Regions from separate parts of the Mus musculus genome. Here region 1 is linked to region 2. A link is a contact called in public promoter capture Hi-C data. All regions are on one chromosome and are shown on one strand. Each heading gives the region's core, a stretch centred on a gene start, on an enhancer-like site or on the middle of the called end of the contact. The rest is flanking DNA. Distances are from core to core; before and after follow the strand shown. Region 1 holds the start of Il18rap (interleukin 18 receptor accessory protein). Region 2 holds the start of Chst10 (carbohydrate sulfotransferase 10).

Region 1 (3,101 bases), core at 569-3,068, 1.6 Mb after region 2:
ATGCTTGAATCTCACTCAGAAGAGAAAATAAAATAAACATGGTGGATGGATGGAAGGAATTGAGTGGGAGAGGGAGACCGGGTGAGAAGGGGAACGGGGATGGAGATCAGGTATGGGAAATGGAAAAGAGATAAAAATCAGTGTGGGTCATCTCTGGTATTAGCTGGAGATCTGAGATAGAAGAGGCTATGAGAGTGACCTTAGATGAGGCTCTTAACAGTTGGAGATAAGGAGACTGAAGTGGCCACTTCCAGTAGCCAGGTGGGACTTCCAGTGGAGTGAGGGGGACATCAACCCACCACAAAATCTTTGACCCAAAATTTTTCTTGCCTTACATGATAAAGATGGAGTAGAGATTGAGGGAAAGGCCAACCAGTGACGGGGATAATGAGCAGGCATAATAATCAGATAAGAGGAATGCCAAGGGAAGAGGAAACGTGTTGTAATTATACTTTAATTTATTTGCAAACATTAAAAAATTTAAAAAAATAAATTTAAGTAAAAAGATCTGAGTCCATTTGGAACATAGTCTGTTGTGTGGTGCGAGTGGAGAATTTGTTGCGTAGTTTTCCATAGGGCGACCTAAGTTACCACACTACGTCTAGTTTGTGATGCTCTTTCCTATTTTTAAAAATTTCCACACACAGTTAGACTTGTTTCTACACTGTCTCCTCTTCTGTTCCACAGGTCAGCTCTCTCTATTCATGAGGGTGCTCCGCAATGATTTTACTTGTACCAAGTGTTAAAGCCTGAGTTTCCTGTGGTGACTAAGACCTTCATCTGATCCCAAATCTCCTGTGGTTCATGATGTCCTGCTTTTCTCTTCCAAAAACAGTTTATAAAGGACACATTAAGCTTCGAAGGAAAAGCTGTTGATGAATTCACTTCAGGAGACCACACTGGCAGTAACTTTGGGCTTAACTTTAAGGTCTATATTCAGATCTCTGAGGTTTGATAAGGACACTCCCAACGCCCAGGCACTCTGAATGTACCTCAGCCTGAATTAAACCATTATCATGAACAATGCCTGGTCTATCCGTTTCCCCTTCATCCTCAGTATTCCTCCTTTAATCCCATTTAGATTTTGGATTACTGGGCTGTCCCTGTCACACCCTGGGAGTCTAAGCTCATGTGCCCTCATGTGCTTTCCTCTGAACCTGCAATAGGTGGTAGGAAAACCTCAAATCCTTTTGGGATTTGAGCTAGTTCCACAATTAGCATGAATACATGATTTTATTTATTTATTTATCTATTTATTTATTGGCTTAGACCTGCCCTCAGTTGCTAACTCTTCTCTTAGATTTTCACCTTCACCTCAGGTCAACACTTACCTTGCCCCCACTCTGACATGAACTTGGGCTCTGCTTTTATTTTATGCTCTTCTCCAGCCTTGTGCTGAAACAATCCCCATGGTTTGCTGTGCCCCGCTGCTTCAGCTTGTCTTTATGGGGAGAATAGGCTCCGTTTAATTAAGAGGCTTTGGGACTAGTGTGGTCTCACGGTCCTCTAAATTGTTTTAATTACAGTGCAGTTCTTAATTAGGCATTCCACGGTGCACAAGCATAGCCTCCGAGCCTTTCAAAGCTACGGTTATATCACTCTCCTCATTGATAAATTATTGCTCTGTAAAAGTGATGCTGGAGAGAGAGAGTTCATCAGAAGAAAGCCTTTAGGTTTGAAATGAAAGGCAAGGTTGGCAGTGCTTGTTTTAGAAGAAGGGGGAGGAGGAAGAGGAGGAGGAGGAAGTAAAAAAGAACTCCCCTGTTGAGAAACCGTGTCGAATGTTAACATTTGGTACAGGAAATTCCTGTAAAGGAAGCAGGCTTACTCACCATTTCAACTAAACCTAACCACAACCCCTTTCTTGTCAAGGAGGCTGGCCAGAGGACAGCTTTGAATGCTTTATTTCAGGAGTTTTCTTCCGTGGATAAAGGTAGTTTACTTCATTTCTCCTTTGTTATGACTGGGCATTTTCCAACACCAGAGGTCCTTTACAAAATTCCAAGGTTGTCCTTTTCTGTCCAGGTATAACTTATTATTTCAAAACTGTATGGGTTGGATAGTCCTTAAATCTTCTTCAAGTAACTCTCTTGCTAAGAAAAAAAAATGTAGCAGAACCCTTTGAAAATGGGTGTTTTTCACACTTTTTTTTTCAGATGCACAAGCTGGCATTCACTGACATAAAGACTTGAATTTCTTTATTTGTTGTGTATGTAAGAGCAGGAAACAAAGGTAAGAGACCAGAATATTCTTTCCCTAGATTCCTTAACCCCTAATATATATTTTTAAAGGACTTAAAAAGTGAATTGCTAAAGAGTTGCTTTTTGTGGAATATTTTTAATCACAGGTGTGCTATTAGGCAGCAACATTTGTATCTCAGTGTCGGTTTTAACCTTAACTTGTATAAGTGACTAGTTACAAAGTAAACCTTTGTTTTAAACAGTGATTCTTACATTTTATTGAAAGGATTATAGAGGGATTCAATCAAATGCGGGTCAAATCTGAATGGCCACATTACTTGTCCATCTTTGGAGGCAAGCACTGAACAAGCTGCTATGGACCATGTGAGCATTATCAGTATTCTTTGACTACTGCAATTATTAGACTAGGCCATAGCATCTCTTTTTTATTTGTACTTTAAGGGTGTGCACAGGACTGAGAGGCTTCCTGGTGATTCATTCACAGCTTTCATTTTTCTCCTCCCAGCAAAAGCTTTGTTCTTTGAAAAACTTAGCTCATTATTACTCTAAAATATGGTCAAATTGGGTATCTTTTGAATAACTTCAGGCTAACTTTTTCTGCTTCTGAGAAAAAGAGAGAATTTTTAAATAAAAGCCTTCTGGAAAATTTTAGGAAAGAGACCTTGCAGATCTTCAGATCATCTCACCGGCCTCCGACCTCCTTCTGTAGAGAAGGCGAATAGTGGTGGCAAGATGAGAAACTTTGAAACCCTCTTCCTCCAGATATGATTCTCCCTTCTACTACTGAACAGGTATGTGGTCATTGTTTCATAACGGGCACCGTTGCTATGAGTGATGCAACATTTGGTTTTCTACTGGGACAATAAGAATGACAGCACACATGTTTTACAGAATGACAAA
Region 2 (3,286 bases), core at 61-2,560:
TGCTCTTTGTTCAACTTTGCAAAAACAAAACAAACAAACAAACAAACAAAACTCTATTTTCCTTTCCGGGAGGGGGCGGCTTTCTTGGGAATTTCTTCTGTTCTTGAGGGTCAAGAGCAAACATGTGAAGATTTTTCTTTTCATCTTGAAACTCCAATTCTGCTTTAAGATAAACTATGTCCTAATTATCCTGGGGACCACTGAAGGTAGAAAGTCATTTCTCTCTTTGTGTCTTTTCTTTTTAACCCAGTCACTTAGAAAAGATGAAGTCGTGGCTAGTGATCAGCAAGCGGGAACGAAGCTGAGCTGTCTCACTTTAAGAATGTCTCAAGACATATCCTGCTCTGGCAGTTCCAATAGACCAGCGCAAAAACCCAACTCCTTGTGGCTAACCAGAACCTGCCTGGCTGAGCTACTTTGTATTCACTGCCCTGCCCTTTCCTGCCTTGAATAGACTTGGAGAACGAAAAAGCACCAGCTTTTGGAAAACCTGTTTCATCTTTCCAGCCAGAAAGTGCAGTAATTGATGCCTAGACCTCCAACTTCTGACAGACCTCTTGGTGAAGGTATGGGCCAGCAAGCAGGACCTGCTCGCAGGCAGAACTCCTTCCCCTAGCGCCCCGGGAGCCGCGCTCAACCGTGCGCTCCTTCGCAAAGGCTGCACAGGTTCCTCCCTCCAGTCCTCCTTCCCAGCACGCTCCTGGGACCCAAGTGGGAAAACATTCTCCTCTTTCCACCCCACCCCACATTTACAAACGCAAGTCTCCATCCCAGGGTGGCAAAGGTAGACGATGGATGGTTCAAGTATCATCGATTCCATTCATCACTGCATCCAGCACAAGGACGCCGCCTCGTTGCATAATTAAGTGATGAAGGCTCTTCCCAGGAATCTCTCCATCCAGGGACGTCTTTAAGTCGCCACAGCACACACCGAGGTAGCTCGCTGAGGAAAACCGAGTCCACCACCCTTCTGTCTACCCGGCAAAGGGGTGGGGGACAGCACTTCATTGAGACCCGCCACCCCCGAGTTCCCAGCTCACCCTCGTACATCGGCGCTCGCGCTCCTCCCAGCCGCTGGCGCTCTGCTCGGGCCTCGCGGGGCCTGTGGGCGTCCCCGGAGCCCCGGAGGCGGGCTCTGCCCAGACCTCCGCACCGCTACCCGCCTACCCTCCTGCAGGGTGCAGGGGTGCAGCCACGCCGGAAGGAGGAAGCCGGGCGCGTGCGAGCTTCGGGGTGCAAGACCGCCGCCCACTGCCGCCCGGGAGTGTGGGCCTGGTCCTGCGCGTCGTCGCCGCCACCGCTGTGCACGCGCGCGCGCGTCCACGTTGCAGGAAGCCAGGAGGACGCACCGCGCACCCACCATCCCAGGCCTCCTGGTCCCCATTGGCCTGTGGAGAAATTGTACAGATGCAGCAACCCAGCCGCACCGCGCAGAAAACACCTTGGAGAAGGCAAAGGAAATCCAAAACTTAGGAAAACGCAACAATGTCAACGACAATGAAACACATAAGTAGATCAACAATCATTCTTTAAAAAAAAAAATTTTTTTTGACCTGAGGAAAGGTCAGATCGCTTGAGCTTTGGTATAGTACAAATCTTTATTCTTCCTTAGTTATTTGCATTTGTTTCTATTCTGTTTTATTTTGTTTTTTCTTTTTTAAAAGACCATGCCTCAATGGAGTGCAGGCTTACCTGTAACTCACTCCGAAGCTCAGGTTGGACTCCAGCGTGAGGCAATCCTCCTTTCTCAGCCTCAGGGATGCAGGGCATGGTAAATGCTAGGTACCACACCTTCCTCTATCCATAGATTTTTTAAAATTACTTTTATTATTTTTATGTTTGCATCTCTGTGTGGGTGTGTATACTTGAATATAGGGCCCACAGAGTCAGGAAAAGTGTGGGATCCCTTCCAGCAAGACTTAAGAGGGAATTGTGAGTTACTCAGTGTGGGTGCTAGGAACTGAACTCAGGTCCTCTGCAAAGGTGGTACCACCTCTTAACTGCTGTGCCATCTCTCCAGCCCCATTCATAGTTTCTTAACAACCCTGATTGGTTACCTGGGCATGGTGGCTCACTTTAATCCCAGTATAGGGAGGCAGAGGTAGGCAAATTCTTGAGTTCTAGTCCAGCCTGGTCTACAGAGCAACTTCCACCAGGTCTACACAGAGAATGTCTCTCTCTCTCTCTCTCTCTCTCTCTCTCTCTCTCTCTCTCCACACACACACACACACACACACACACACACACAGAGAGAGAGAGAGAGAGAGAGAGAGAGAGAGAGAGAGAGAACTGGTTAAGAAATGTCTGGAGAAAAACTTTTACAAACTGGCAGGGTTGGTTTCTCAGTGAACTTATCTCAGTCAGAAGGAGTCATCTGCAGACAGGAAGCCTCCCCAGGAACACAACACAGACAGTGAATGGGGAGTAGACCCCATTATCTCCAAGGCTGTTCTCCTGCCCAGGAGTACTGGGCCAGGCTCCGAGAAGACAGCTTCTGTGTGATTCAGAAGTCCAGTTTCTGTACGTTTCACTCAGAAGCTGTGACTTTTAAAAGGCCCAATTTATGAAGATTATGACTGACTTTTGTCCTGACAATGGCTGGCCAGCCCTTGCCCACCTCACCTCCTGACTCCTCAGTCCCTCCCTCATCTTGCCACCCCTCCTCTGTTCCCCCAGAACTTCTGGTGGGTCTTCCTCAGCTGGCCTCCTACCATCAGGCTTTTCCTGAGCCTTGACCTGTCTCTTACCTTCCCCCCACCCTGAGCCAGTCTCTTCCACATCCATTCACTTCAGACAGACAGGAGCCTCTCAGCTCTGCCCAATCAGGCTTAATTTCTGAGTATAAAAGGGGATCCAGCCAAGGCCACATTGGCAAATTCCTTGTGAGTTCTCTGCATCTCTGTCTGCCTCAATAAAGATTTGCTAGCTTTTCTCTACTGTCCTGTCCTTGCTGGTCATTCTTTGCAATGTTAAATGGGATCCACTGGCTCTGAGTGGCATGGGTGGCTGTTGAGTCTCTAGGTCCTTAATTCTTTGAGGTAAGCCTGCCTGAACCAAGAAGCAGGCTCTGTCTCATTCAAAGATCCCAGTGAGACCTGAGCTCATGTTTGACTTGAGTCAGGACATTAAAAGACAGCCTCTGTCTGACACCGCTGGGTATAAGATGACTCAGCTCCATGGTCCACTCAGCCTTGCAGTTCCTGCTACAGTTGTATCTCCATACTGTCTTGTTGTGGGTTAAGAGTCCTATAGTTTAGCTAACAGATTCTTCTAAAAACAAGAGCAG

The links. Promoter capture Hi-C pulls out the DNA fragments that hold promoters and counts their contacts.
Region 1: a promoter capture Hi-C map of pre-B cells shows a contact between it and region 2, with 2.7 times the contacts expected there. The contact joins the promoter of Il18rap here to the promoter of Chst10 in region 2.

Annotation. Positions count from the first base shown.
Region 1 is chr1:40,513,544-40,516,644 of GRCm38.p6, forward strand. It overlaps Il18rap (interleukin 18 receptor accessory protein), which reads left to right and starts at 1,819. Exons shown (of 13, transcript NM_010553.4): 1 at 1,819-1,933; 2 at 2,157-2,232; 3 at 2,854-2,992.
Region 2 is chr1:38,896,850-38,900,135 of GRCm38.p6, forward strand. It overlaps Chst10 (carbohydrate sulfotransferase 10), which reads right to left and starts at 1,311. Exons shown (of 7, transcript NM_145142.2): 1 at 1,041-1,311. Gm51581 reads left to right here. Exons shown (of 3, transcript XM_030243909.1): 2 at 553-784; 3 at 868-2,101. The coding sequence ends at 1,501.